6 separate regions of the Mus musculus genome follow, and all the other regions are linked to region 2. Evidence: chromatin contacts called from public Hi-C, HiChIP or PLAC-seq and promoter capture Hi-C data. All regions are on one chromosome and are shown on one strand. The core of a region is the stretch at or near the end of the contact, and the rest is flanking DNA. Distances in the headings are between cores, read along the strand shown.

Region 1 (4,700 bases), core at 496-2,995, 390 kb before region 2:
GGGGTGGACACATTGCCACCATCCCCTGGCCACCCCAGCCAGCAACACTGCAGTCAGCCACTGGCCATGGGCTTTGATCCTCCACAGGTCATAGCTGGTGCACAGGCAGTCTAAGGGCTGCTCTGTGGGCACCTGGGCACAGCTAGCCTAGGGCTTCTGAGACAGGACCCACAAAGCCCTGACCCACCAAAATAGCTCTGTCCTTGGCTCCTTGCAGTGCCAATGTCCACCCATCTGCCTGTCCCTGAGGATGGGTGAGGCCCGAAACCTTGGGGTACAAGAATTTCTCACCAGTATAGCACCTCATTGCTGAATGGGAAACTGAGGCCCAGAGTAGGCAAGACAAACCAGGTCTTCTCACAGGATTTGGAGGTACTTCTGAGAAGAAAGCCCTCTCCTCAGCCCTCTCTTTTCTCATCCTCCCTCTTTCTGTTCTCTTCCTCATCTGTTTTTCTCCCTATCGTCTGGCTTCTTTTCTTTCCCCAGCCCTACACTGCCTCAGTGTCTTACAAATCACAATGAGAATGGAGGAGCTTTTCGTGACTATCACTGGTAACTCTGGGCCACCAGTGACTGGTCTCACACCTAGTCCTGAGTGGGAAGAGTCTGACTGACTGCCACAGGCTCCGTGACAAGCCCAGTGACCAGGAGAAAGCAACAGATTGCGGCTGGCTGACCAGGAGGTCACCCCTCCATGCTCTGCTCCAGGTAGCATGGGGGACACACGGAGCCCAGGGCGGCATGCCTGCTTGTGGTTGGCAGACACACTCATAGAGCTTGCACGTGGATGGGAGAGCTGGGGTTCAGCCTGACTCAGGCTGGGCACTCTCCCACTCACTTGTTCTTCTGTAGTGAGCCTGCATTGAGGCTCAGCCATGTCCCTTCAAATCCATATGTCAATGCCTAGCCCTCAACAACCTCTAAAGGCAGTAGGCTGTGTTCTGAGACAGTCTTTACAGAGTTGAAGGATGCCCTTTGGTGGTCCTTCTCCTTCTAGGAAAAGCCCCTGAATTAGGACACACACCAAAACACCAGGGGTACGTACACACACAAACACACACACACACACACACACACACACACACACACACACACACACACACACACAAAGGGCCATGAGACACAGGCGGAGGTGTCCACATCACCACACGGAGAGAGGTTGTATCGCACCTCCAGCACCTTGGTCTTGAACCTGTGGGACAGTCGATGCCTTTACTGGAGATGTTAGCTCTTGGCAGGTTCATCCCAGTGAGCTAAGTGGGAGGGGCAGCAGCTCAGAGAGGTGTTAACGACCCTGGCTTTTCCAGGGTGTCCTCAAAGACACCTCTTCCACAAACTTGTATTTTTTTTTTTTTTTACCCACTTCACTTACCTCTGAAAACCATGTCCTTTTCTAGGCCACAGGGTCCCCTGGTGATTGTATTAATGTCTGTCCATCATATATTGACTGTCAATATTCCTGTCACACACATATCCCCCACCTCAGCACCTTTTGCTGGATCCTTTTCCAGCCCCCTGCCTTACCTACCCCCAGCCTGCTACTGGTCCTTGGGCTAGGGGGTGGGGGAACACACGGTTCCTCAAAGCCATCAGTTGTTCCAGGGGTCCTATCACTGAATATGGATACATGGGGCACTGCCAGGGGCTGGGGACTCCAGCCTGATTAAGGACCCATGCTGCCCAACCTGCAGGGCCCTGCCAGCCCCCACCCCAGCCCCTGGGAAGCAGATGGTGAGCCACTAATGAATGAGCCTGTGTATTTACCAGCCTCATGCCGGCTGCAGAGAAGGCTTTGCCAGCACAGTCCTCCCAGCTTCTTCACCCGCACAGCCACCCCAAAACCTCAGAGTTCTGCACCACCAAGGAGGCATGGGCTGTGTCCTCACCAAGCCTTTCTGAACACGAGTGTGCTCGGGCCCCGGCTTGCTTTTCATGTCACACTGAGGAGACCTCCCTGGGAGTTCCAGCCAGCCCTGTCCCCACCCAAGTGGGACAGCTGAGGACAGTAGGAGGCAATGGTGGCTTTGCCAGCCTTCTGGGTCTCTGGTATCCAAGACTACAGAGCAGATTACATGTTAATGAAAACAGCCAGATGAAGTGGTCTGACAAGGGCAGCCAACGCTGGACGAGTTTTGGGCACCTTGCAGAAGGGAACTCAAGCTAAGCACTGACGATTTCAAAGCTAGCACTTGTTTCTCTGACTATTTAATGATTATCACCCCAAAACAAAACAAGTGCACACACCTCTTATTTTCAAAGCCTTAGGTTCTTGGGGCATGGTTCAGTCAGCAAAGTGCTTGCTGCAGAGACTTAAGTTGGAGACTCAAAAGCCTGGTGACCTTGCGGGCTGTGGCCCTGGGTGAGCTAGCTGGAGCAATGCTGGCGAGCTGGTCCTGGTGGTGGAAAGCTGTAGGTGGTGGAGAAGTGCAGGAGAGCTGACAAAGTCAGCTACCTCCCAGGCCCTGATCCAGGGCTCTGAGCTGTCCCACCCAACATCTACCTCATCTACAACCTGTCGGAGTGTGTAAAGGAGCCAGTCCTGCAGATCCAAAGCTGCAGGATCTCCATGACACAGGGCAATGACAAGACATCCAAGAGGAGTTCCTGTGAGGATCCAGTGTCGACAGCGTAGCAGAAGCCGGAGGCCCTGAACCAGACCAATGATTCCCTGCAATGAACATTTGCACGTAAAAATGTGTGCACAAAAGGGTGTACTGTGTGACACACTGTGGCACATCGCAGCTTCCATGGTGAGATAGTTTTGGTTTTGTTCTTTTTTTTTTTTTTTAATTTTTTTTTTTGGGAAGGACAGGGAGATGAGTGGGATTGGGGTACATGATGTAAAATTCACAACGAATTAATAAAAAGTTTTAAAAGAAAAAAAAAAAGCCAGACAAGATGGCCACACTTATAACTCTAATACTCTGGTGGCCAAGGCTGAGGCAGAAATGTCCCCAGGGCTCACCAGCAGCTGAGCATGACTGGCTGGTTCAAGGCCAATGAGACAACTTCTTTCTTCTTTCTTTCTTCCTTTCTTCCTTTCTTCCTTTCTTCCTTCCTTCCTTCCTTCCTTCCTTCCTTCCTTCCTTCCTTCCTTCCTTCCTTTCTTCCTTTCTCTCTCTCTCTCCCTCTCTCTCTCTCTCTTTCTTCCTTCCTTTCCTCCTCCTCCTCCTCCTCCTCCTCCTCCTCTTCCTCCTCCTTCTTCTTCTTCTTTTGTTTGTTTGTTTTTTTTTTTTGAGACAGGGTTTCTCTGTGTAGCCCTGGCTGTCCTGGAACTCACTCTGTAGACCAGACTGGCCTCAAACTCAGAAATCCACCAAATGAGACACTATCTCAAAACCAAGGTGTGTGATGCCTAAGGAATGACATCTAAGGTTGACCTCTGGCCTCCATTCATATATTCACACAAAAACATGCACACATACACAAAAAAACCTTAGTACCCCCCCCCATTGCAGTCACCCACCACGTACAATGCCCAAATAATTTCTAGGGGCCTCCTCTGGACTAAGGGTTAGAGCTCCCTGTTTAGGTCTGGAGTCATTAAGGAAACTGGTTCTATGGTCCAACAGCCCTACTTAGCTCAGCTCCTCAGAGAGGCCCTGTGACCTTGAGAAAGTCATGTGACTTTCCTGAGCCTCTATTTCCTTGTCCTGTGTTCTGTGAGATCCTGTATGAGAAATCGGGGGGATGGTACCATACAGTAGTGACAGATGTACACAGCCGATTTGTGCATGTCAGCTGGAGTGGGAAGGAGATGAAGGTAGAGGCTGGGAGATGCTGAGGACCCAGGGACTCCATGACACAGACCACCTTGAACACAGACTGCTTTAGTGACAGCTAGCCCAGAGGATCACAGTGATGGCGGGGCCGGGGGCAGATGCCGTTGCTATAGTCATTGAGTATATACCAGCCCAATGTCATTTCCCCTGGATATGATGGGACTGACCTTGGAGAATCCTGGGGAGGCTGAGCTCAGCATCGCTGCAGTTTTCCTGTTTCCACACACCCCAAGCAAGTCACCTGGAAGGTAGGCAGTGCAGCAGCCCTGAACCAGCAGCACAGGCACAAGGGTGGGGTAGAGTGGCATGACAGGGCTCTCTAAATGGGGCAGTCTGCAGAGAGACTGTTTTATGGCACATTTGGATGCTTTCATCTCTAGTGATTTTGCTCCTCTGTTATTTCCAGGGCAGGAGTTGGAGCCCTGGTGGTAAACGTGGCGGGCAAACTCCGGGTCAAAAGCATAAGGGAACAGAAAGTGACCCGTCATCCAGCAGAGCACCCCTCATCTGGGGACGGTCAGCCACGTGAAGCTCTTCATAGGCCTCTGGGGTCATAAGCAGCCTGTGTTCAAGGTGTGCCGTGGCATCATCCTCTCACTCACACAAGGAACACCAGCATAAGAAGGCATTTGCCATGCAAGACTGCTGAGCGGATTTTAAGCTCCACAACCCACAGGAGGGCGTAAGGAGAGAGCCTCCAGGACATTCTCCTCCAAGCTCACCACAGAACACATGCCCACCCCCATCACACACACACACACACACACACACACACACACACACACACACACTAATAGTAAATAAATAAAACTTTAAATTATTTTAAGAACACACAGATTCATCCTCTCCTAGTCTTTATGAGGGCACATATGTCACATAAGACCTAAACTAAACACATCTTCTCTCTTTTTAGTCTGT
Region 2 (4,793 bases), core at 73-2,572:
GCCCTGAGCAGCCATTTGTCAACTTGAAAAGGGAAATGAATTTGTCAATCTTTGGCTTGGCCTTTGACCCCTAGAGGGTTCGGACCCATGGCTCTGGAAATTTGGCTGCCGATTGTAGGCAGCCCTCAGTCACAGAATCAGGGGACTGTAGAGTATAGGGAGATGGAAATAGAAATCTTTGGTGGCATCCGTCACCCTGAACTTCTCCCTGCACATCTCTCAAGGTTTGCCCTACCACTAGCTTACATATCTAGAGGCAAAGCAGACTTCTAAGTGTTCTTAAGTTACATAGTGTGTCTCTGTGTGTGTGTATATGTGTGTGTGCAAGTCAGAGAACACTCTGCAGAAATTGGTTCTCCCTCAGCCGTGTAGGTCTAGTCAAGTTCGGCAGCAGTTGCATTTACTTGCTGAGCTATCTTGGATGGTCCCTAGCCTAGCACTCACTTTCTCTCTCTCTCTCTCTCTCTCTCTCTGTGCGCGCACACATGTGCTTGCACACTCGCTGCTGATGTGAATTCCATCTTAGCTAAAAACAGTGAGCAGGGAGCGCCCTTCCCTGTATCTCTTGTCTTGCTAAAACGTATTGCTCACTAATACTTAATGATATGATTTGACTCTCCAACCTATTCATGAGCTTGTTTGAAGGGAAGAATCCACTGGGTTAGTCATGGTAGGATATGACATCATACATAGCAAAGGTTCTTTGAATGCCTAAAATGAACTGTAAACGAACTCATTTGCATACTAGAAAAGACTGCTCTTTAAGCTGGATGTTCCCATTGGAGGGTTTCGTGAGCAAAGCAAACCAGATCTTCTGTGTCACTCCAGGTCTGGGCCTCAGCCTTGGCTTGGAGGATCGGGGCCCACATCTGGCTAAAGGTTCTGCCTTTCACTGGCCCTTGAGACTCACATAGTGTGTATGGGGGATGACGGGGTGAAGGTGGGTGGCAGTCCCAAACGTTGTTGAGCAGGCTTCTTGTGTTTTCAGTGTTGTTGAGTCTAGTTTAGGATCAATTAGAGGAGCTTTGGGCCTGAGGAGGATGCTGAACTTGGGTAACAGACACGGAAAGCTAGCCCACAACTTGAGATGGAAAACTCTGGGTTACCGGAGGCTCTGATCTTTGATGGGAGGGCATGCGGAAGTCCTGAATTGGAGCTGTCAGTCATAGGTTTGATCTCTTTCTCTGTGTCTGAGGAAAGGGGTGGGGTCTATACCGAGCTGTGGCGCGGAGGACTCCAAGCCGGTAGAGGGCGCTGCGCCTCGCGCCAGGCTTAGTTCGGCTCCGGGCCATCAGGGGGCGCTGTGGCGCGAGCGGCGCGGTGGGCTTCCGGCAGGTGGCGCCGTGGCCGCGGGGCCCAGGCCGGCGGGCGGGCGGCGGCGCGGCGCTGCGGCCGGCGGCTCGCGGCCCCGGAGCGGCGGCTGCGCGGGAGGTGGAGCGGCGGAGTGGCAGGCCCGGTGCGGGCTGGAGCGCGGGCGGCGAGCGCACGAGCCGCGGCCGCGCGGAGCCCGCCATGACGGCGCGAGTGTGAGGCGCGGCGAGCACCGGTCCAGTAGAGCGGCGGGCGCGCCGGCCTCTTATCCCGCAGCGGCCGGGCCGGGCCCTGATGAGCAGCGGCCTCGGCCTCCGGCGCAGCCCGGAAATGTCCGGCAAGATCGAGAAAGCAGGTGAGGCGGGCGGGCGGGCGGGCGGCGCGCCTCCTGGCCTCGTGCGCTAGACCCCCAGTCCGGGCCCCAGCCTGGCAGCGACGCCGCGAGGGCCATCTTTGAACCGGGCCTGCCCGGCGGCGGGGGGCCTGTGATGCTAGCAGGATTCTGGGGGAGCGAGTGGAGGTCCCTGTAGCCTTGTTCCCTGGAACATCCCACAATGGCTGGAGCCCGGGACCCTTAGGAGGCCTGGCCCCGACCGCATGCAGAAGAGCAGGCGCGCTCCAGAGGTGATCGGCAGCCCAGTTATAAAATGTGTCACTCCTAATGAGCCTCGAGTTTAACCACAAGTGTCCACTTCGGTGGCTTCAAAGGACAGCAGGCTAGGGTGTGTTGGAGCGATGTTTCAGGGAGCAGCCAAGTTGTCCTCTAATATTTCTGCCTTGCTCTGCAAGCAGGGCAAGTGGAGAGTCATTGGGGATGGGGGAATAAGGTGGATGCGATCTTGGTGCAAACCTCATCTCTTTGTGTGTTCCTGGAAATCTTGGGGAGTCGCCTCCCAGTTTTTCCCCCGCCCCCCGGCTTGCATATTCTGGGAGTTAGATACTCCCGAGAGTCAATTACTGTTGTGCATATGGGGCCCAGAGCTTAATTAGCCGTCAAGCAGGGACTCCTTTTACGGGAGGGCGGGTTCTTGGCTGGTAGGTAAGGTAGGCAGTGAGTGGTCCAGGGCCTGGGTTGGGGGTTGTCACAGTGGGGATACCCAGTTATCCTGGAAACTTAGTAGAGAAGGCAGACTTGTAAGAACCTGAAAAGGTGTTCGGCCGCACTAATTTTTGGAAGCTGCCATTTCATAGGTGGACTTGAGGATATTTGGATGTATATTAGCAGGGGACCAACCAGCAATGAATGTAACTTTTGCAGCCCTGGTTTAAACACAGGGACAAACGTTTTGGTATTCTCTTTTGAGCTATGTGTCTTCATTCTGTGTTTGGTCTCTGGGTTGTGTTGTTTATTAAACGTACTTGAAGATTGCCTGCCAAAGTATGGTCTCTGTTTTCAGGACCCAGAGAGGTTCAGTGAATGTTTGTAGCCCACCCAGCAAGGGGCATAGGTAGGGTATTGACATCTGTCTTCTGACAAGAAGTAGGATAGCATTCCCGTGGCTGGACTGTTCCTTTTCAGATGCTGTTTCTGGGGTGTTTGTCTCCTTGTCCTCTTGCCCCGGGGCCTTGTCTAGTGACTATGAGTCGCTTTCCTGAATACGTGCTGCTCTGGAAATATCCCTGACCCATCTGTGCAGCCCTGCTTAGGAACTCCTGATAGTGTCTCATCCGAATGGCACTGTTGGGAAACTTGGATGATTTATTTAAAAATAGCATTGATGCGCTGGAGAGACGGCTCACCAGTCAGGAGCACTTGTTGCTCCTGAGCAGCCTGGTTTGGTTTCTGGCAACCGCGTGCCGGCTCACAACCATCTTTAACTCCAGTTTCAGGGGGTCTGATGTCCTCTTCTGACCTCCATGGGCACCAGACTCACATGTGGTGGTGCACAGACACATAGACAGGCAAAGATTTATTGGTTGTAAAATGAAATAAATACATCTAAAATACATTTTAAATAGTGTTAGCTGAGTTTTCTTTATCAGAACAGCATGTGTCATTATGAAGAATTTGGAAGTCCTGGAAGTAGAGGGGCTGGCATGTGCTGTGTGTCATCTCACGGGCTTCTTTCCACAGCTCAGAATGACAGAGCTGTCTACTCAGTCTCAACCCCAGGCCTTTTCAGTAGAGGTCATGCCTGTGCCTTCCCAGGCCACTATCCTCTGCTAGGGACTGTCGCAGTGCCCTCTTTAGAAGAGCTTGTCTGGGGGCTGGTAGTGGTATCTATACTGCCAGGCCCCACGAATATTCTAAACCCAGCTGTGGAAGGTCCTGCAGTGCACTGTTCACTAGGCCAGGAAAAGAAAGGCTTTCTCTTTTTTTTTAAATTAATTTTTTTTACATCCCCCCCCCCAGGTCACCCCTTCACACAATCCCTTTCCCATCCCTTCTCTGAGCAGGTAACCCCACCTCCCAGGGTATCACCCCACCCTGGCACTTCAAGTCTCTGCAAGGCTTTCTTATGAAGGAGAATTGGCAGGAGACGGCTGCAGAAAGGCTGGGAGGAAGGTGTGTTTGGGGAGAAGCAGCTAGTAGTGAGAGAGTTCTCTGGCAGCCATAGCTGGGGATCACAGATGAGATGGCGGAAGATTAGGGTATGCTTGCCGTGAGGGCTTACCTTCTTGAAGCTTCTGTGCATCATCCTAGGTGAACTTGATGTGCAGTCCGCCACATGTTCTGTTTGGTTGTGAAGTGGACCTGCTGTCACGCATGAGCGATGGTGTGCCTGGAGGGACACCTTTCTTTATTCAGCCAGGTGACAAGTCTCTAGGTATTACAGAGGAGCCCACACCCAATAACAGTTGCTGCTGTTTCCTGTGCTTCAAAGCAACAGAAGTGTTTCCAAAATGTGCCTGTGTTCTCTCACCCTCAGAAAACAGACTACTGAGTTTTCTTCTCGGGGTTTGGGGGTGGGGTGGGAGTCTAAGGATTTTGAGTGAGCAGAAATCTTACACCCCTATCCTGGTCCTTCTAGTCAGTTTGCCTTCCCTGATCACTTTCACTTACACCTCTGAGGAGGAGCCTCTGGACCTGTCACTCAGTCATCCTGCAGCCCTGCCTGTGGCAGTCATCAGAAGTCAGCCTTCGTGGAGGTGAGGAAGGCAGCATTAGTGCTCTTCCTCTCCAAGTGCCCAGGAGGACCAGGACAGTGGCTGGGCTGGCAGTTAGATCAGGAGGAAAGTTGGGATGAGGGCATACTGTGGTCAGGGGCTGAAGGAGTTCTCTAGGAGACCACTGGGAGATGTGGCGAGGTGAGGCACCCTGGGGCCTATGCTGCTGTGCTTCTGCTTGCCCTCGTCTCTTCCAGCAAAGACACGAGTGACGAGAGTAGGTGCCCCCACATTTCTGGACCTTAATGCCAGACTGGCACTAATCAGCTGACTCTAGCCCACTGGGCCATGTGCGTTCCCAAGAAAGAGAAGAGCTGTCGGTCAGTACTTAAAAACCAGGAGATAGCTCAAAACCACACATTTCCGGTTCTCCC
Region 3 (4,798 bases), core at 506-3,005, 430 kb before region 2:
CCTGCTCCTCGCTACGTGGAGGACCGTGCCTAGAGATCGGAGCGAGCCAGCTGCTCTGCTTGCATAGATTCGAAGAACTCTGTCAGGAATCGTTTTAACGTCAGTCAGCTGCCATCTTTCTGTTCTCACGTGAAAACGTCACTGGAACGACTGCTGTCTACCATACCAGGAGACCCCAGGAGCTGTGCCAGCTGCCGGTGAGGAACACACTGTGGGCAAGCAATAAAGAAACGTACTTTTGCTTTGTGTTTAGTTTTTATTTCAAAGAATCAGGGGTTGTGGGGAGTAATCTGGGATTTTTAGAATTTATGTAACCATGTTTTTTTTTTTTTTTTTTTTTTTTTTTTTTGGTTTTTCGAGACAGGATTTCTCTGTGTAGCCCTGGCTGTCCTGGAACTCACTTTGTAGACCAGGCTGGCCTCCAACTCAGAAATCTGCCTGCCTCTGCCTCCCGAGTGCTGGGATTAAAGGCGTGCGCCACCACGCCCGGCTACCATGGATCTTTTTGTGTTTTAGAAAATGATTAACAATAGTCAAAAGATCTGATTAATGTAATTTTAGTAAATAAAAGACTGGGTTCTCTCTGACCAGATGGAGCAATGAAAGAGAGAGAGAGAGAGAGAGAGAGAGAGAGAGAGAGAGAGAGAGAGAACCTGAACTGACAGCGGCATCCACCCCTTTCTCAGGACCCTCCTCACACTGAGGCTGGACCTTGGATAGGATAACCAAGCCATAAAGCAGGAGACATTGGCTGACAACTGGCTTAGGCCAGGCATGTTCTTCACCACCCCACCAGTGCAAACTCACTGACTCAGAGGTGTCCCTGGGACACCAGTACTACTGTCGGTCGGTGTCCCTTTTCACAGGTGAGAAGACAAGACACGGAGTGACACAAATGCAGGTGGCAAGCTCCAGGCCCCTGTCCTGGGCTGCCATCTTCTCTGTCTGTGTAGCTATTCTATTTCGGCAAGCCATGTAAGCACGGGTCAGCTAAGGAAAGTGCCTATCTCAGCTCCTGGCTATGTCCCAAGGGCCACCTGCTTGTTCAGCTAAGCACAGCACTTGGAAGGGCGGATCCCTGGAGTTTAACAGACAGCCTGACCAGTTGATTGGTAAGCCCCGGATTCAATGAGAGACTTCTCAAAAAACCAAAGGCTCAGTGGGTAAAGCACTTGTCACAAAGCTGTGAAGATCTGAATTTGGATCTCCAGAACACACACAGAAGCTGGTCAGAGTGAGTGCCTTCGTAATCCCAGCATCGAGATTAATTCCCATAGGGGTGCTTGTTAGAGAAAATACTAGAAGTGTCCACCAGAAACATCGACAGTTATTAGCTCCGAGTAGAGACTTGTGGGTAATTTTAACATAAAAATTACTAGCTGGGTGAAGTTGACACGCGTTTGTCATCCTGGCACAAAGGAAGCTGAGGAGGCAGGAGGATCAGGAGTCCTCTGCCAGCCTGAGCTGCAGAGCACACATCTGTCTCAAAGCACACATAGGTTTTGCTAGCTTTCTCATGCTCTCTAACTTCCCTACACATTGCAATTGGTGCTTTCAACAGGAAAAATGAATCGGTTAATCTTGTCTTGTCTGGGCCCATCCCTTTTACAATCCCCACCTAAGATGAGCTAGGATGGGCTAGGTGCCTCACTCTGGGGAGACCAGCCGGATCCTTCCACACACCCCATTTCTCCCAGACCTTTAAGAGATGCGAGTTGTTCCCCAGATGCCCATAAATGCCTCATAACTGTGAAGCATGGTCGGAGACAAAGATTGCTAACGCAGCATCCTGTTTATTTAGGGGCAGGGCCAAGGCAGCCTTTGTGTAGGGGGGGCATTCCCCTGGCTCCCAGCAGTCAATGATGGGATGAAGCCAGGCTCCCCAGGGATCCCCCACTCAGAGTAGAAGAGGGAGGTGGGCAGAGAGGACCCAGTGGTGTACAGAGGCTTGGAGAGGCATGCAGGGTTTAGAGGCAATCTCACCCATTCCTTAGCAATCATGATTTTAAGCAAGTCACTTCCTTTCTCCCCGCCTCTACTAGAGAGATGCCTGTGGACATCACCACTTGAGGCAGGGGCACTGCTGGCCTCACCGGAGCCCTGGTGCTTAGGGCTTCCCCATCTCTGCCACTAGGAGCTGCACAGGCTGCAGTGCCAAGGCAAAAACATGAGGTTGTCTCAGGTGGGTGCTGCTATGAGCCCAGCTGGGCCAAGGGTGCCTCCCCTTCTGCCTGTGCCTTGGGGAACCAGACACTGTGGAAAGCCGAGCTGTGACTCTGGCTTCGGTGACTTTGTTTTCTCCTTTACTCCATGGTCTGGAAGATAATCAGTGTTTCCCAAATGTCTCCTGGCAACACTCCGTCTGCTGGAGGTCAGGGCCTGAGCAGTCTGTAGGGACTGGTGATGCCATTCTGATTTACAGTGAGCTGTAACAGCCTTTTGCTCTGTAGATGACTGGCTAGTCCTAGGGATGCTGACACAGCAAGGCCAGCTGAGAGGTCAGAAAGGACAGTGTGGGTCCCCCTCTCCTCCCAGGCTCCTCCAGTGTCCTAGGATACTCCCGGTGACATAAAGTGGTATGTGTATGCAGTAGCTCTTGGTATTGGGTTCACAGCCTCTTGCAGAAAGGAGGCTCTGCCCCCACTGTTACCATAGCCCCTTAACAGATTCAGGGCCTCCTTCTGCACTGCAACACCCTTGCTCAAGACAAGAACTCTGCCAGGATAGCGTACCAGCTACACAGCCCCACCCAACCCACGGGTCAGACCAAGGCTGGGCCCTTCCTACTCCCTGTCCCATTTCCCCCTCTCCGAGTCTCCCTGAGACCCTCCGCCTTTACTACTATGTACATACATCCCCGTTCCTCTGCTTCCAGGGCAGGGCCTCCAATCACCGTGGTTCAAACTCCGATCCTCCTCCACACCCCAGCATCCCAGCCATCTGCAGGAAGGTGGGCTTGCATCAGCTCACTCTCTGTGCCCCATCTGCAGGAAGGTGGAGGCCCACCCCACTCTGGGGAGGTATGTCCCAGGCTTGGGTGTTGGTTTTGTGTGCTGAGCTGGGTGTTTTGGTTTCTCTCTGAATTCAGTGGACTCTGGGGTCTGGCTCTCGAGCCTGGAGGGCCAGAGATTTAGGGCCTGAAACAACGATCTTGGTTCTCACAGCATTTATGCCCCAGTTTCAGAAGTTTGGGCTGCAGCATGCCTGGCTCTTCGCGAAAGCTTCTGCTTACCATCCTAGAGGCACCACGCTCACGCTCAGCCAGCCGGCTCCTGCTTCCACCCATCAGACTGAGTGCCAGGAAGAGAGGCAGGAGAGGAGCTAGGGCCAGGGTTGGGGGAAGGGCTTTTAGGAACTTTCTGGAAGTCCTGTCTGTCATTTCTGCTTATATCTTATGCATTTTGGGGTTCATGTATAGAGCCAGGAACCTGACAGAGGCCACCCTTAGAGCTTGGAACTGACTCCTGAAACCTAAGGCTGGGGATCAGAGCAGAGAGTGGCCAGTAGGGGCAGCATCTGGCCTCAGTCAGTCAACAGTCCATCTTCTGTCCTCCCCTCAGCCCCAAGATAGGGTTTTCCTGTGTAGTGCTGGCTATCCTGACTGTGTAGACCAGGCCTCGAACTCACAGAGATCCACTTGTCTCTGCCTCCTGAGTGCTGGAATTTAAAGGCATGTGCCACTATGTCCAACCTGTCTTCCCTGTCTGATCTCTTAGCTTTGCATCAGAGACTTGAGCAAAGGCCTGGGGACAGCCTAGGCTAGAAAGAGTATCTGGCAGATGGCATACAAGGAGGTGACTCGGGTGGGAACAGGAGGGACAATTAGGAACCAGGACAAGGAGCCATGGGACACTTGGAGACAGAAGAGAGGGAACCGGGCCTCCTGCAACACAAGCAGAGGCAGATACTGAGCTGCACACAGTGGGTCAGCTTTAGTGACCTGTTGGGTCCTCATATATCAAGGTGCCTAGGCAGGCAGATATAATGCCCACCTCAGGGCGCACTGGCCAGGCAGACATCAGCTGGGAGCTCGATGCAACCTCACACGGGATCTGAAGCTCCTGAGCCAACACATTTGTCCCAGACAGCCACAGAGGCAGGTTACAAATCAGCATGGGGTGCAGTAGAATTCCAAGAATTCTCCCTCAGTTATTTTCCTGGGGCTTCCACAGCAGAGACTCTGGATTTGGGGGAGTTGTAGGAAAGGGGTGGGGCACCCCTGTTTGGAGATCCACCTACCAGATGGTGGCCAGCAGCCTGGCTGACGGTAAAATTGGGGGAGCATACAAGGAAAGAACAGACTGGGAAGAGTGGCCCCAATACCGAGTCTTTAAACCTTTTTTGTGGTCTCCTTTCTTTATCCAAACCTTTGGAGTGTCTGTCAACACAGGAAGCAAGCAGGCAGAGGCAGCTGTGAAGTCGCTTTACTGTGGGCTTGTACACCATCAGCCACCCTCAGTGACCACCTCCCACCCGAGTCTGTCCTCACAAGGGACAGTGGATACAAACAAAATAGTTCTCTAGAAAACAAGGTTTCCACCCCTCCCCGCCCTTTGTCCTACCCCTCCCGCAGACAGTGAGTTCTTCTCTCTCCAGGCCTCCTTGGGGACCTGGGGTCTGGTGAGTGCAAAAAAAAAAAAAAAAAAAAAAAAAAAAAAAAAAAAAAAAAAATACAAAAGAGAATCAAGTCAGCGACTAGAGTTGTAGGCAACTGTTTGTTGTTCCGGGTCCGCTGGCTGGTGCTGGCAGCCAGGAACAGGCGCTGGGGTGTGCGCAAGAGTTCTGTGTGTGTATGTGT
Region 4 (4,830 bases), core at 1,191-3,690, 270 kb before region 2:
GAAGGCCAGAGTAGGGCAAGAGATCCCTTTGGACTGCAATTACAGCTGATTGTGAGCTGCCATGTGGATTCTGGGAACCAAACCCACACCCTCTATAAGAGCTGCCAGTGCACTTAGTCACTAAGCCTCTGCCCAGCCCCCAAACATGTCTTTTTTTTTTCTTTTGGTATAGCACCCATGCTGCACCTATGCTGACTTTTAAGTCCTAGACTTCTGATTTACTCTCAAGTTCTGGGGTTACAGGTCTTTATCATCACGCCTAAACAATAAAATGATTCATGAATCTGCAGATGTTATTAGGATGTTATCTGATTGGCATGTGTCAGAATTTCCCTCTTAGGAAAAAAGGTAATGTTAAACCTGAGAATCTAGAGGAGAAAAGACCAAATCCACTGTTGTCCAACTAAAGTAATCTATTTGGGGGTGAATCTAGAGTGGCTAGCCAGCTGACTCACCCCAAGTCAGGATTTGGGAGAGCAGCCTGTAGTGGCTATTCCTGGTTGTCAACTTGACTATATTTGGAATGAACTACAATCCAGAATTGGAAAGGCTCACCAGTGACCCTTATCTGGAGGCTTGGAGATCCTTATCTGGATCTTGGTATGGAGATCTTGAGCCATAGTGGCTATGGATTCCAGAAGATTGAATCTTGGAGTTTAAGGAACACACCTTTAATCTGGGCTACACCTTCTGCTGGAGACAATATAAGGACATTGGAAGAAGGGAGTCTAGCTCTAGCTCTTGCTCCTTCGCCTGCTTGCTGTGTGAGACTGAGTAACTGCTAGATCCTTGGACTTCCATTCACAGCTGCGACTGAACAATTGTTGGGAATTGGGCTGCCGACTGTAAGTCATCAATAAATTCCTTCACTATCTAGAGACTGTCCATAAGTTCTGTGACTCTAGAGAACCCTGACTAATACACAGCCCCTTGAGGTCCTTTTTATAGGAGAGTGCTCACACAGACGACTGTTAGAAAGATGCAATGAAAGGGAGGAACAAGGGGAGGGATGCTCATCTAGTGAATGTGGTCACGAGTTTAGTGTAGAGGTTGAAAACGTGTTTTGCAGCTTACCTAAAGAACAAGAACTTGGCAGGGCAGTGGTGGCACACGCCTTTAATCCCAGCACTTGGGAGGCAGAGGCAGGTGGATTTCTGAGTTCAAGGCCAGCCTGGTCTACAGAGTGAGTTCCAGGGCAGTCAGGGCTACACAGAGGAACCCTGTCTCGAAAAACCAAACAAAAACAAACCAAACAAAAAGAACAAGAACTTATTCTTTTTTTTTTCTTTTAAGATTTATTTTTATTTTATGTATGTGAGTACACTGTAGCTGACTTCAGATGCACCAGAAGAGGGCATCTGATCCCACTGCAGATGGTTGTGAGCCACCATGTGGTTGCTGGGAATTGAACTTAGGACCTCTGAAAGAGCAGTCAGTGCTCTTAATCGTTGAGCCATCTCTCTAGTCCCAGGAACTTATTCTTAATTACAAATAAAAACCCTAACTTGCAAGGACTTAACATGAGGCAAATAGAACTTATTCTTTAATTACAAACAGAAACTTTAGCCTGCACAGGACAGAGGAACTTATTCTTAACTGTCTTAACTGCAAACAGATCCCCTAAGCTGCAAGGTCTATTTTCCCTGTTTTGATCTTCCATTAACTTGAAAGGTATATTGTCCATTTTGATGTCACAGTATATATCAATTTGTATCATATATAATCACATTTTGCTTATTTGCTTATACGTTGGTAGATATCTGGCTCCTTTCACACTTGACTATAGTGAATGAGGTTGCGGTGGATATGGAAGTACAAACATCTCATTTAGACACTGCTTTCAATTCTTTTGGACACATACCATAATTTCTATTATTATTATTATTGTTAATTTACTTTTTGGACACAGGTCCTCATGTAGCCCAAATGTTTTCTATTTCCTTTTAAGTTTCATAAAGAAAAACGTTTTGAAACTATATAGAATACCTTGCTGTTTCGAAAAAACATCAATTGATTCATACCTTAACCAATTATTTAGGCTGCCAAGTGGCAGTTTTCTTGTATCACTCTGCCTTCATTTATGTGTTGGCATTTTACTACAGGTAAGAGAGTTCTTCCCCTTTATTTATGAATATGGACTCATTCATGTACTCTGGGGACATTTTATTGTTTTGAGAAATTCCTATGTGACTGTTCAAATTTTGGAGATACACAGTGGGCTTCTGCATTTCTTTGTCATTCACTATTAAGCAAAAGGAGAGGACAAAATGACTTCCCTAGATGGAGATCATAACTTGTGGTCAACTCTCTCATTCAGTCAGACTGGCGCTGTTTTTCCAAGTTCGCTAGAGCTTCCTGGATGGGAGCCACGTCGCAAACTACACATCCCAATACCCTCCTAGGACAACGTCATCACGAAGCGCCGCGCGCCGCTCAGGCTGTGGACTCTGGAAAGCCGGCTGTGACAGCTGCAACATGGCGGACGTGCTGAGCGTTGGTGTGAACCTGGAGGCCTTTTCGCAGGCTATTAGCGCCATCCAGGCGCTACGCTCTAGCGTGAGTAGGGTCTTCGACTGCCTTAAGGATGGCATGCGCAACAAAGAGACGCTGGAGGGCCGCGAGAAGGCCTTCATCGCGAACTTCCAGGACAACTTGCATTCCGTCAACCGGGACCTCAAGTAGGTACTGGCTGAAAGGATCGGGGTTGAGGACCCTTCTGGCACCTGTCCCGCCCGGATCCCGCGCCAGTCTGCCCAGTCACGGGCCTCTCTCCTTTATTCACAGTCCGCTGTCACTTTCGCTCATCTCCCGGTCCTAGTCAGCCTCTCAGGGACTCCTTGTCTCCCGTCCCGTTACCTAGTATTCATTCTGTTGGCCATTTCGTCCTGGTTGTCATCTGTGGTCCTCGGTTCCCGCTGTAGTGGTCCTATCTGATGAGGAAACCTCTTCTCAGGAACTTCCACCTCGTCGATCTTATCAGACCTTTTCCTTGGGCTCCATCACATCGGGCCAGTCTCCCCATCAACACTGTCCCAGGCCCAATTACGTACCTCTCGATCCGATGAGCTCCAGTTCCCATCCTCAGAGCCTAGAATTCATCAGTTCCACCTCACCTCATTCTCAGACTACCTCCGTTACCTTTGCCTCTTTCCATTTCCCCTCCGAAGCCACCTGCTCCTCACTGCCAGTCACCATCATTCCTTTTGTTTAGCTCTTTTCTCGAGAGATACAGTCTTACATCTATTAGGATGTTTAAGAGGAAGAATTTATTTAGGTTCAGTTTCAGAGGACTCAGTTCACTACAACGGGAAAGGAATGTTTGAGCAGGTTAACCCCTAATAATTGGGGATTACATATTTCCCTCACGGGACTCCTTTTACATCATTAGTGTATTAAGAGTTTGCTGAGAAGACATTACTCAGATGCCATGCATAGAAGGCACTTTGGATTTTGAGACAGGGATTCTCAGGGTAACAGTCTTGGTTGTCCTGGAATTCAATTTGTAGACCAGGATGGCCTCAAACTCACAAGAGATCCTCCTGCCTCTGCCTCTCTGGATTAATCTGCTGGGATTAAAGGTGTGTGCCACCACACACAGTTTAGTAGGCATGTCTTCTGTGCCTGAACTTGTGTTTTCTTCCTGTCTTAGAAATTAGAATGGAAGGACTTGAGGTCTCCCCCCCCCCCCCAGACAGGGTTTCTCTGTATAGCCCTGGCTGTCCTGGAACTCACTCTGTAGACCAGGCTGGCCTCAAACTCAGAAATCTGCCTGCCTCTGCCTCCGGAGTGCTGGGATTAAAGGCGTGCACCACCACGCCCGGCTTGGATTTGAGCTTTTTACTTCTGAAATTGAGCATTTGGTGATCTGGTCAGGTTGGGTTTCCTCTCTTCCACCTCATGTTCCTCTATAGTGCCTGGTTCCAGCTCCGTGCCTTCTGTGTGTCAGGCAGGCAAACCCCCAGGACTCCCTCCACCCATCAACTAGTCAAGTAGGATGGAGGAGGAAGTAGTGAAGTGTTGTGTGCCTTTCCTCCCCGTATTCCACTCCCTCCTTAAACTACACACATACCTGTTCTGTCAGCTTGACAATGGCATGCCCTACCCCCACTCCATTGACTCCCCCGAGGGAGGCTTTTTTCCCCCCCTAAGACAGAGTTTCTTTTTAGATCAGGCTGACTGACCTCAAACTCACAGAGACCCCCCCTGCTTCTACCTCCCAGGTGCTGGTGGGATTAAAGAAGTGTGTCATCTCTGCCCTGCTTTCTAATGGGATGTCACAGCCTTTTATCACTTTAGAAACTTTAGTAATGTTGATATTTCTTTGACTTATTAAATGTACAGTAGTGCCAAGAAGGTGGCTGAAGATTTGAGGTTGGATGCAGCATGGGAGTGGTTAGCAGTGTCCTGCTGGCTGCTGGGAACTGGCTCCCCAGAATTCGTGATTTCACCGTTCGCCCACTTTCCCAAGTGTCTCCCTAGTTTTCTTGCTAGACTGAAGTGAGCTTGTTTGACACAGCCCCCTTGATGGTGTTTATTTTATGTCTTCTTTGTTTTGCTAAGCTTTGCCATCTGTGAAGCACTGTGCACAAATCTGAAATGTGAAATGATAAATAATCATGATTTATTCAGGTACTTGCTGCTTTGCCAAATGGAGTGATCTGCATGTGGGTCCGAAAAAAATCCTGAATGGGAGGCAGTGTTAGACTCTACTGCAAGGTCCTAAACATCTTCTGCTGTGGATGAATCAGAGTTGTTACATCCCAGTTTTTAGGGAACCTACAGCTTCCTTTGCAAAGGAACCTTATGCCCTTAGGTTTGTTTTGCCTCTGG
Region 5 (4,780 bases), core at 1,195-3,694, 370 kb before region 2:
CTTTGCAATTTTGTTGGTTTAAGCACCACACAATCCCTAGAAAATGGGGGGTGGGGGAAACAACAAAATCTGCCAGGGGAAAATGTGTTTACAACCCGTCAATCAGTTGGGCGTTGCTGGCATCGAGGGGGCACTGTGAGCTCGGCACTCGAAAATTACAGTAGATTTTTTGCCAAAAAGAAAATAAAGGGCGGGGGACTCGGGCAAGAGTCCGCGGAAAAAACGAGGTGGATAGCAGGGAGCGAGGAACCGGCAGGGGAGAGATTCCGAGTAAGAGGTTGCATCCTCGCGGATCGTTTTCTCCTTGGAAAATAAATCTTCACCTGATATTATTAAGAAACTGCAGCTCTCTGAAACAAATGGAATCAATGCGCTTTATTTTCTTTTAAGAGTCCTCAGGAACCGAGGCGGGGGGGTCTGATAGCCTGGGTATTAAAACCCGAAAATTAGATTTTATCAGGATTTCTGAACTCAGATTTCTCTGTCTTATTGAATTAGCGCCTTTCCAAGCTGGCCGGACTGCCAACAGGCTCTGCCGGAGTCTCGGGCTGTGCGCTCTCCTTGTGGGAAACTTGCCTCTGCGGGGCGCAGGGTCCCTGGGGATGATGGGGAGGCGGGGGGGGGGGCAGTCCACCGGAGGTTAATTCTTCTACCCAGGCTGGACAAAAGGTAGAAGAATTACCCAAGCTGAAACTTGCTTTGGAGGCCGTAGGAAGGATCGGGAAGGGAAGGGGAACCCCACGGCCGGCGGTTACCTCCCCTCCACCCCCACCCCGCCCTGGGTTGTCCCACGCTCACCGCTGCCTTGGTGGACGTTCGGGTTCGGGTGTCCCGGTGTCCCCAGTTCTGGGAAGGGAGCTTTCTCCAGACTCTGGTTTCTCCCTGTCACCCTCACAGCGGCTGGGAGGGCCCCAAAAAGTTGGGCTCTTGGGGGCGGGGCAGAACACCCAGCTCTGAGGACGTATAGCTGAGGCCGCCTCGTGTAGGTCCCTGAGGACGGGCGGGGCTAGCCTGAGGCCCGCAGACACCCAGGAGTCTGGCTGAGTCCGCGCTGAGCTCGGGCGCGTAGACAGTGGCGTGCACCGCACATAGAGCACAAACCGCCGCTGCGTTTTGCCTTTCCGAAGTTCGGTGCAAACCACCGGCGCAATTAATAATCACGCCTTTAATAAAGGCCAGGCTAGCATCCAGGCTGCCCCCTCATTTGACATCGCCTCCCTTAATTAAAAGACACCGAGCAAAGCTCCAGGGAATTATTCGCATTCTTTTTCCCGGCGCTGCTCCGCGGAGACCCTGTCGCCGCCATCCCCCAGCAAAGACCCGCAACTTACTCCGAAACGGGCGGACCCGAGATCTGGAGGTCCACTTCCCGTCTTTGCTCTCCCTGGAGTGCGACTCTCCACGGTGGTGGAGCCCCCTTCTCCGCCTGCCGACCCCCTCCACAGCACCGAAAGAAGTTTCTAACCTGACTGGCCAAGAGTTCTCCTTGCGCCTTTAGAGCCCAGAGGAGACTAAATTAGGGAGGGGAGCGCCGGCGGAGAAGGGTTAATTTACTTTTCATAGACACGAGTAAGCAGCGTTATTGCAACAGCCCATCCCCTCCCCACACAGGCGCTCGGATAGAAAAAGACGAGCTGGGTGGCGGGGAGCCCAGAGAGAAGACTAGCTACTCTACTTCTTAAAGATGCTGCACCCGGCGCGCACACACACCCCTCTTCCGCGGCTCCAGCCCTCCTTTAGTAGCAGCCGCCACCAGATAACTTTGCGTCCGAACCTCGGCTAGGAGGCTCCGAGTGACTCCCTGGTCCGGGGAGAACTGGCACCGTCGCCGAAGCCTTTTCAAAATGAAAGCACCCTGGCGAAACTGCGGCGCTTCCGTCCCCGCCCGCCGCCCCGGCGCTCCCCGCTCGCCTTACCCGGGCTCGGAGCAGCTTCCCGGAGCGAGCCCCGAGAGGCCGGAGACCGCCACCCTCTGGCTGGTGCTGGGTGGGCGCACGGGCCGCAGGGTTGAGAGCTGGAGACTCCTGCCCCGCGCCGCCGCTGCGGTGGCCACCCTCAGATCTGGGCTGGGGAACCCTCGGGCCGCCGGGGGGCCCGCCCGCAGCCGTCCCGGAGACGCGGGCCAGGGAAGGGGGCCAACCGCGCGGCTTGCATGGCCCTCCCGGGCCGATCGGGAGGTCGCTGTTAACAAGTGCAAACTTTTGGGGCCCCCTGGGCAGCCAGGGGAGAACCTGCACGCGCGCCCCACTCAGCCCCTGGCCTGGGTGGGCTTCGCCGCTGCTGGTCCAGGCGCCTGAACATCCCCCTGGCGCGGCGCCGGCCAGATGGCGGGGCGCCTCACCGCCCCCCTGCACTCCGCTCCAAGTTAATGCCGAGGCTAAATCCTCTTGCCATCACTCACGGTCACCATCGGGGCTTTTATCTCCCGGTCTGATCCGGGCTGCGTAACTTCCTCTGTGTGGCTTTAACACACCATCCCACCACGGAGCAACGGTCTTCTTAAAGGTGCAGGAAGGAAATACTGCGAGGCTCCGGGGACGAGCTCGGCCCGGGGAGGGGCGCGGCGAACAGGGGTGTCCCGGCGGGCCCGCGGCCAGGGTGGCCCCAGCAGGCGGCCGCCGGAGTGAGCCTGCTGTGGGGGGTCGCTGCCTACACATCGCCTGTCGGCCCGAGGACCAACCGGTCCCTGAGCTCGGGGTGCATCCTCAGCGGACTCGGGTCAGGCACAGCGGAGCTGCATCTCCCTTCTTCCCAACTGTGGGGCCTGACTCGGTGCCAGCGCCCAGGGGTGTGGGGGCTGCCCCATCGGCACCAGGGAGGGGGCCAAGTGAGTCAGCCCCCACCCCCCACAGCCAGGGCTCTAGGCTGCTGCTCCTCGGTTTCTGTCTCTTTCTCTCTGTGTGAAGCGCTGCCACCCAGAAGGCCCTGAGCAGTGGGTAAAGGGGTGGGTGGGTGGATTTGGGGAGCTGGGGAGGGGGAGCGCTCTGAGCGCACAACCAAAGCATGAATACCAGCTGACACATCGCCGCCTCCAGCCTGATGGGCCCTGCTTTTGACGGAGAAGCCAAGCCAGCTCTGCAGGGAGCGCAGAGTAGGGGGGCAGGAGGGCCTTTGCTAAGGAGCTCTCTGCCTTCCTGGGGCAGGCCTGGGAGGACCACGTGGGAGGACTCCAGCAGATGCCGGGCAGAGGCCACTGAGTTGACTGCCCTAGGACAGCCCTGTGCTCTCTTCAGCCCCCTGGAGGCTTCCTGCCAGGCTGTGTGCAGGCTGTAAGAGTGCTTCCTGGTATTCCCAGGGGCGCTTTGTGGGTCTTTTGGGGGTGCTCCTGGTCCCCTTTGGGTGGGTTCTTGCTGCAGTATTTACGGAGATGTCATTTGGATGCATCAAGAACAAAGGACCTAGAGGGGGTGGGGTGGGGGGAGAGAGAGAGAGAGAGAGAGAGAGAGAGAGGGAGAGAGAGAGAGAGAGAGGGAGAGGGAGAGAGAGAGAGAGACTGGTCCAAGGTCACAGAGGGTGTCACTAGGTTGGCTTGTACCTCAGCCCCCACCCCACTGCCTCCACTCACACCCACTTTAACCCTTCCCTACTCCCAACATCTCCCCCTAAATCTTAACAGAGGGTTGTTCTGTTGGTTATAACATTTGGAATTTTGTGACAAAGCAAGCAGGAAATGAAGAATTAAAGATTGTCATTGGTAATAATGATGATGATAATAATAACAAACAATTTATAGAGTGCCTTTCATGTCAGACTGCATGCAAAGTGGCCTGTGTGCACTGGTCCCTAGTTCTTCCCCAAGCTGTGTGACTTAACCTCAACTTGGAGTTTAGAGACCTTAAGTGGCTTGGCCAAGGTCATGCAACTAAGTAAGATTTTGGTTTGGGAGATGGATCTTCATGTTCTTAATTGGATGCTCCCCCACTGACTGGCTTGCTGGATTATTTGTGGCATGACACAAGTTCTTTCAGAGCCTCAGTTTCCCTGTCTGTCGAGTGTGACTGGCAAGACCTTTCTTTTCTGAGTGCCAACTTGAACACATCCTCAGATTTCAAAGAAGGGCCACCCCACCAAGCTGTCCAGGAAAGCAGATGCAGGCCAATGTCCTCTCCCCTAATACACACATATTCCTATCCTGGCCTCAGTGTCTCCAACCAGAGGGAACTCCTTGGAGGAAGCAGGCAGACCACAGCCTCTCAGATTGTAAGCATTTGTGCCTCAGGCAACAGTGAAGGGCACACTGTGGGGCTTCTGCCCAGGGTGAGTGATGACCCTGTAGGCCTTTGGCCTGCTGTCTCCCCCAGGCAGGGCCATCAATCCCCAGCAGTGCCCTGCTGTTACATCATACAGTGTCTGGATGCCTTCAACAAGGCATGGAGAAGGATGCTTTTAACTTCCAGTTCAGATGACCCGGGACCCTGGGCTGGCTCTACTGAGTTTCAGGATGGCTCTTGTGACCCACGCATGCAAAGATGCTGCCGCGACAATCACAGCACGGGAGAGAGACTGGGCTTTCTTGGCCCCTCACCTAACTAGCCGTGTGCATTTGAGGAGAACTTTTCTTGCTCTTAGCCTCAGTTTCCCCGTCAGTGTGAAAAGGGGATTTATCTGGGAGTGCAGCCCCTGCTTTTCCATCCTGAACTGACTGAATTCCACAGCAGCCTCCAGGAAAAGACATTCCTTTCAAAGAACAATAAAGTGCCCAGGAATGAATAGGATTCCAGCCATGTAGAGGGACCAGGTGGCCCGGCCCCGTTCATTTCTAAACTGCATTAAGGTGCCT
Region 6 (4,410 bases), core at 1,691-4,190, 470 kb before region 2:
TTGAAACAAATAATTAGAAACATAAAATTCAAAATGCCCCAATATAGCACTTTTGGGGATTCAACTTCTACATTTAAAACCCCTCCATCTTTTAAAGAAGAAAGTGATAAAATAGACAGGAAGCATAAAAAAAACATTTATTGTTTGGAAAATTGCAGTCCAGTGTCTTCTAAAGAGCCAATGAAAGCTGACACCCATCGAGTATTGATGAAAGTAAATACTACAGAAGAGGAGAACTTCAAGCAGCATTACATTGATTTGAATGAAGAAGAGCAAGAGCCTCTTCCAGCTGAGTTGTGCTTGAAGCAGAAAAGTGAGGCCCTTTTTTCTGAAAGTGCTCAAGAGCAAGTTAAAATTAGCGCAGAGAAGTCTGGGAAAGAAAGCTCTTCATATGCACCATCAAATAGTACTTCAAGAAATGGTCCAGAATGGGGATGTGACAGAGGAGTGATAATGTCAGCACATTCATTGACTGATTCTAGCAGTGATTTTATGGAACAGGTATCTACATCAAATGAAGATGTCTCATTAAAGGATGGCTCTGTTGGTAAAACTTCAAAACCAAGTTTCAAATTACAGAAAGATGAAATTTGTGCAAAGTTATCACATGTCATAAAGAAGCAAATCAGGAAAAGTACTTTGGTAGATAATATTATCGATCTAGAGGAAAATACAGCTATATCTGACCTTGAGAACTGTTCAGGAACAGATGGAGGAGCTCTAAAGGAAGATAGTATTGGACACAATGTCCCTTCAGACCCTGTTCTGGATGACAAGCATGAAGAGCAAAAATCTCAAAACAGTTCATTATTCAAGAAAGAGATAAAGAGTGAGGAGTTGGATAATAGTAGTTCTGATGATGAAGACAAGCTTCAAATCCAGGAAGGCCGTGCTGACGATGATTTGGTATCATTTACAGAAGTTACTGATACACTGGTGAAAGCTCCATGTGAGGGTCATGTAAAGATGGTAGTTGAATCAAGAGATAAGGAAATGAGAGAGAGTACAGCGTTGACTTCTAACTTGGTAGAAGGACAGGTGCCTCATGACAGTAGCAAGCCTTTGGTTGCAGGTCGTCAAATAGACCTCTGTAACATAACTTTAATATCTCAAACCACTGTTATTCAATTTCCATCAGGTTTAAGTAAACAGAATTCATTTCAGCTACAAAAAGGTGATAAAAGATGTTTGACAGCTAACCAAAACAGTGCTGCCACCTGCCGTGGACAAGTTATTGTGATTTCAGATTCTGACGAAGAAGAGGATGAGGATGAAGATGAAAGAAGTAGTAGTGAGGAAAACATCAAACAGAGTAAAGCATGCATAGGGAAAGACTGCTCAGAGCATCGTAGCTTGGCAGTTAATGCCAGTGTGGAGAAGCAGCTTGTAAAAGAGGAAGAAAGGTACCCTGTAGAATTTGAAGACTCTGAATCTCAGGTTTTTGAGTTTGAAAGCTCATCTGAAGTCTTTTCAGTTTGGCAAGATCATAAAATAGACAGCAAAAACTCCCTTCAAGGGGAACAGAAGAGCTATGTAACTCATGTAGCTGATAGTACAAACAATAACTTGGGTTGTGGTGACTCTGTGTCTGAAGAGGTTGTTAGAAACAAAGCAGAGGGAGTTAAAGAGCATGCAGGACCACATAGTAGTGTTTCTGCTGAGGAATTTTGTAAAACTGGAGTAAAAAAACCTAAGAGGAAACGCTATGACAAAGTTACAGCTGAAGATCCTCAGAGGCCTTCCTCTTCTGTTGGAACTGATCAATTGCCTGATCGCAGAGATCTTACTGAAAGTGATTTAAAGAGTGCAGACATGGGGATGGCAACTCCCAGTTCAAGTGTTGAGAGAGATTCTACAATTTTACAGAAGTCTACAAAATCTCGAACTCACTCAAAACCTGTTAGGAAAGTTCCAGCCTCTAAGGCAACTAAGAAAACACATTCAGACACCAGAAGAGGACAGTCTAAGAGTTCATGTTACATAAGTTGTAGAACTTCTCCTGCTATTGTGCCACCAAAGAAGCTTCGTCAGTGTCCAGAGCCAACTTCAACAGTTGAAAAACTTGGTCTGAAAAAAGCCCCTAGGAAGGCATTTGAGTTGTCCCAGAGGTCTCTGGAGTGTATAGTCCAATTACGTGACCACGGGAAGACTGTTGGAGTAGTTGACGCCCCCAAGAAAGCTAAATTAATTTCTCCTCAGACTCTTTCTATCAAAAATAATAAGAAGCTTCTGACAAGCCAGGATCTTCAATTTCAAAGGCTTATGAGATCCAGATCACATAAAAAACGAGACTTTGATTACAAAAATACTGATACTGTAAGAGTGTCACGCATAGTACAGGGATCAGATGTACTTGAAGCAGACTCTGATGAGCCAGATGATCATAGAGTAAGTGAGCCACTTGCCATCAGTAATGAAAAACAGTTAGCAAAATGCATGCTTTCCAAAACAGAAGTGGCAGAAGCCTCTTCTGATCCTTGGGTGACAGGTATAACTTGTCTTGTGAACCAGTGTGAATCTAGAGTGTTAAGTGGAGGAGTGCCAACAGATGTGGTGATGGTCTCTGCTTCAGAGGACCCTGTGGATGGAGGTGCTGTCACAGTTCAAGTTGGGGAGGTGGCATCTGTGAAAGCTGCAGAGCCAGCGTCTAGTAGTGATACAGATGATGATGACAACTTATTCCTAACACAACATGATCCTCAAGATATGGATCTGTGCTCACAGTTGGAAAATAAAACCATTATCGTGGCTCATAAAAAAGATACAGTTCAGAGAGAAGATTCTTTAAGTCGGCCTCAGTTGGAGTCTTTGAGTATCACAAAGTGTAAATACAAAGACTGTGTCGAAACTACAAAAAACCAGGGTGAATACTGCCCAAGACACTCTGAAGCTAAAGCAGCAGATGACGGCCTGTTCCGTAAACCTGGCTTGCCTCTTTCTGTAGCCAGGCCCTTGAGACCTACTACTACCAAGATATTTAGCTCAAGCAGCGCTTCACGAACTGCCAATCTTTCCAAGTCTTTGGAAAGTACTACACTTCAGCAGTCAGCACTAAAAAATAAGTCAAGTGGAGCGCAGCCTAATTTGAAGGTGACACCACCCTCTTCCATGGGTTCTCAGAAGCCAGTGGCTGAGGTGAAAAGTCTATGCAATATTTTTCATTTTCAGACTCCAAGCAGTTCCAGCAAACAGAGTTGCAAGCTTACATTTAGTGAGAACAGGCCTACATCAGCTGCTTCTCCAGTGAATATTCTCTTGCCATCGCAGTCTATCTTTGACACCTTCATTAAAGAGGTCTTAAAATGGAAATACCAAATGTTTTTGAACTTTGATAAGTGTGGTGCTCCAACAAGTCTCTGTCAGTCTATCTCAAGACCTGTGCCTGTCCGATTTCAAGATTGTGCAGAATATTTTAATGTTTTTCTACCTTTGATTATATTGAATGCTTTTGAAACAGTAAGTATTCTTTAATTCTTTGCCCCTACTGTAGATAGAGAAATGGTTATAAGCATATAGCCTGCTTTCTAAGTTTCTATAAGTTTGAGTCTATACTCACTTCAGTGAGAAGGTATTGGAAGATTTGGAGTTGGTCAGTATTTAGACCAGGGACTAGTAATACACAGTAGCTTATCCTTACCCAACATCCTTGGTTGTTGGGTAGAGAATAAACTGTGGAAAGGCTAACAGGTCTAGTAGACTAGTTATAGGTTGGTTACAGCTACTTGGGGGTAAAATGATAGTGGCTTTGGGTGGTAGCTGTGGAGATGGAAAGGCTATAAGGGTACATTTTAGAATATATGACTGATGAGTGGAAATTGAAAAGATGACTCTGTTTGGAGGCTTAACCTGGTTATGTTATGTTTACTGTCTGCCAGGAGTGAGGTAGAACTTGAGTTCACCTCTCCTGGTTTCTAGGCTGGAGCAGTACATGGCAGGAAAGCTCCTCTGGATGTTTCTAGCCAAAAATGGTGCAGAGTGTGATGATGGGGTTGTGTGTGTCGTTCCCCCGCCCCCCCAAAGAGGAGTAGCTGCTTGGTTAACTTTGAGTAGAAGCAGCTCAGCACTAAGAATTGTTGGTTACCAGGAACTGATGGCCAGTTGCAGATTTAGCTACTTGACTCAAAAAGTTATTGTAAAACAAAACAAAGTCTCAAAGGTCATTTTTTTTGTTGTTTGTTTGCTTGTTTAAAAAATGTTAAATATAGCCTTTTTACACTAGTAATTTTTCTTTCATAAATTTGGGCTTAGGAGTAGTCATTTTTAACTCACAAAAGATCTCAAAGATACTTCTGGGTTTGATTTGAGCCTTTGGAAGACTACTAGTACGTGTGACATATAGAAACCAACAGGAAGAGTGCTTGTGCCAATATTGCAGAGGTTGAGAGAAATGTAGGTCAGATAATCGCATTG

The links. Promoter capture Hi-C pulls out the DNA fragments that hold promoters and counts their contacts. A called contact is a pair of places that touch in the nucleus more often than the background predicts. HiChIP or PLAC-seq counts read pairs in DNA pulled down with a chosen protein or histone mark.
Region 1: an H3K4me3 HiChIP or PLAC-seq map of forebrain shows a contact between it and region 2, with 8 times the contacts expected there. The contact joins the enhancer-like site here to the promoter of Rapgef1 in region 2. A contact is called at or near these places in 20 of 39 promoter capture datasets (the 3T3-L1 cell line, 3T3-L1-derived adipocytes, the C10 cell line and 11 more), 2 of 15 datasets of contacts at CTCF or cohesin (the NIH/3T3 cell line and large pre-B cells), 11 of 484 Hi-C or Micro-C datasets (B cells, the N1E-115 cell line, Sertoli cells and 8 more), 18 of 115 datasets of contacts at active chromatin or transcription factors (bone marrow-derived macrophages, embryonic basal ganglia, embryonic forebrain and 9 more) and 2 of 9 other capture datasets (embryonic stem cells and liver).
Region 3: a contact with region 2 is called in a Hi-C map of neutrophils, with 4 times the contacts expected there. The contact joins the enhancer-like site here to the promoter of Rapgef1 in region 2. A contact is called at or near these places in 11 of 39 promoter capture datasets (the 3T3-L1 cell line, 3T3-L1-derived adipocytes, cranial neural crest and 6 more), 8 of 15 datasets of contacts at CTCF or cohesin (the NIH/3T3 cell line, embryonic stem cells, large pre-B cells and 2 more), 86 of 484 Hi-C or Micro-C datasets (the AML12 cell line, the AtT-20 cell line, B cells and 41 more), 29 of 115 datasets of contacts at active chromatin or transcription factors (the NIH/3T3 cell line, T-cell acute lymphoblastic leukemia, bone marrow-derived macrophages and 18 more) and 2 of 9 other capture datasets (embryonic stem cells and liver).
Region 4: an H3K4me3 HiChIP or PLAC-seq map of neural tube shows a contact between it and region 2, with 3 times the contacts expected there. The contact joins the promoter of Med27 here to the promoter of Rapgef1 in region 2. A contact is called at or near these places in 20 of 39 promoter capture datasets (the 3T3-L1 cell line, 3T3-L1-derived adipocytes, HPC-7-derived erythroid cells and 13 more), 1 of 15 datasets of contacts at CTCF or cohesin (the NIH/3T3 cell line), 1 of 484 Hi-C or Micro-C datasets (cerebral cortex), 12 of 115 datasets of contacts at active chromatin or transcription factors (the 230-238 cell line, the NIH/3T3 cell line, bone marrow-derived macrophages and 8 more) and 2 of 9 other capture datasets (adipose tissue and embryonic stem cells).
Region 5: a contact with region 2 is called in a promoter capture Hi-C map of embryonic stem cells. The contact joins the promoter of 6530402F18Rik here to the promoter of Rapgef1 in region 2. A contact is called at or near these places in 12 of 39 promoter capture datasets (the 3T3-L1 cell line, the C10 cell line, the HPC-7 cell line and 5 more), 2 of 15 datasets of contacts at CTCF or cohesin (embryonic stem cells and large pre-B cells), 10 of 484 Hi-C or Micro-C datasets (B cells, Sertoli cells, bone marrow-derived macrophages and 7 more), 27 of 115 datasets of contacts at active chromatin or transcription factors (the 230-238 cell line, DN3 thymocytes, bone marrow-derived macrophages and 17 more) and 1 of 9 other capture datasets (liver).
Region 6: a promoter capture Hi-C map of hippocampal neurons shows a contact between it and region 2, with 5 times the contacts expected there. The contact joins the enhancer-like site here to the promoter of Rapgef1 in region 2. A contact is called at or near these places in 20 of 39 promoter capture datasets (the 3T3-L1 cell line, 3T3-L1-derived adipocytes, the C10 cell line and 14 more), 2 of 15 datasets of contacts at CTCF or cohesin (both in the NIH/3T3 cell line), 2 of 484 Hi-C or Micro-C datasets (cortical neurons and neural progenitor cells), 14 of 115 datasets of contacts at active chromatin or transcription factors (bone marrow-derived macrophages, embryonic basal ganglia, embryonic forebrain and 7 more) and 2 of 9 other capture datasets (embryonic stem cells and pancreatic islet).

What each region holds. Positions count from the first base shown.
Region 1 is chr2:29,228,621-29,233,320 of GRCm38.p6, forward strand. All of the region lies in intron 1 of Ntng2 (netrin G2), which reads right to left. Among named protein-coding and RNA genes, the nearest start is that of Ntng2, 17 kb to the right of the region's middle. Within about 2 kb of position 1,746, at least 9 of the 459 cell types and tissues checked have an H3K27ac peak or open chromatin away from gene starts, as enhancers often do. A contact at or near this core is called in forebrain, where this site is marked.
Region 2 is chr2:29,618,398-29,623,190 of GRCm38.p6, forward strand. It overlaps Rapgef1 (Rap guanine nucleotide exchange factor (GEF) 1), which reads left to right and starts at 1,323. Exons shown (of 26, transcript NM_001039087.1): 1 at 1,323-1,666. The coding sequence starts at 1,606.
Region 3 is chr2:29,189,571-29,194,368 of GRCm38.p6, forward strand. No RefSeq gene overlaps it. Among named protein-coding and RNA genes, the nearest start is that of Ntng2, 56 kb to the right of the region's middle. Within about 2 kb of position 1,756, at least 30 of the 459 cell types and tissues checked have an H3K27ac peak or open chromatin away from gene starts, as enhancers often do. A contact at or near this core is called in the N1E-115 cell line, hematopoietic stem and progenitor cells, neutrophils and 2 more, where this site is marked.
Region 4 is chr2:29,344,370-29,349,199 of GRCm38.p6, forward strand. It overlaps Med27 (mediator complex subunit 27), which reads left to right and starts at 2,441. Exons shown (of 8, transcript NM_026896.5): 1 at 2,441-2,678. The coding sequence starts at 2,476.
Region 5 is chr2:29,250,549-29,255,328 of GRCm38.p6, forward strand. It overlaps 6530402F18Rik (RIKEN cDNA 6530402F18 gene), which reads right to left and starts at 2,445. Exons shown (of 2, transcript NR_029460.1): 1 at 1,917-2,445.
Region 6 is chr2:29,145,266-29,149,675 of GRCm38.p6, forward strand. It overlaps Setx (senataxin), which reads left to right. Exons shown (of 26, transcript NM_198033.2): 10 at 1-3,456. Among named protein-coding and RNA genes, the nearest start is that of Setx, 22 kb to the left of the region's middle. Within about 2 kb of position 2,941, at least 1 of the 459 cell types and tissues checked has an H3K27ac peak or open chromatin away from gene starts, as enhancers often do.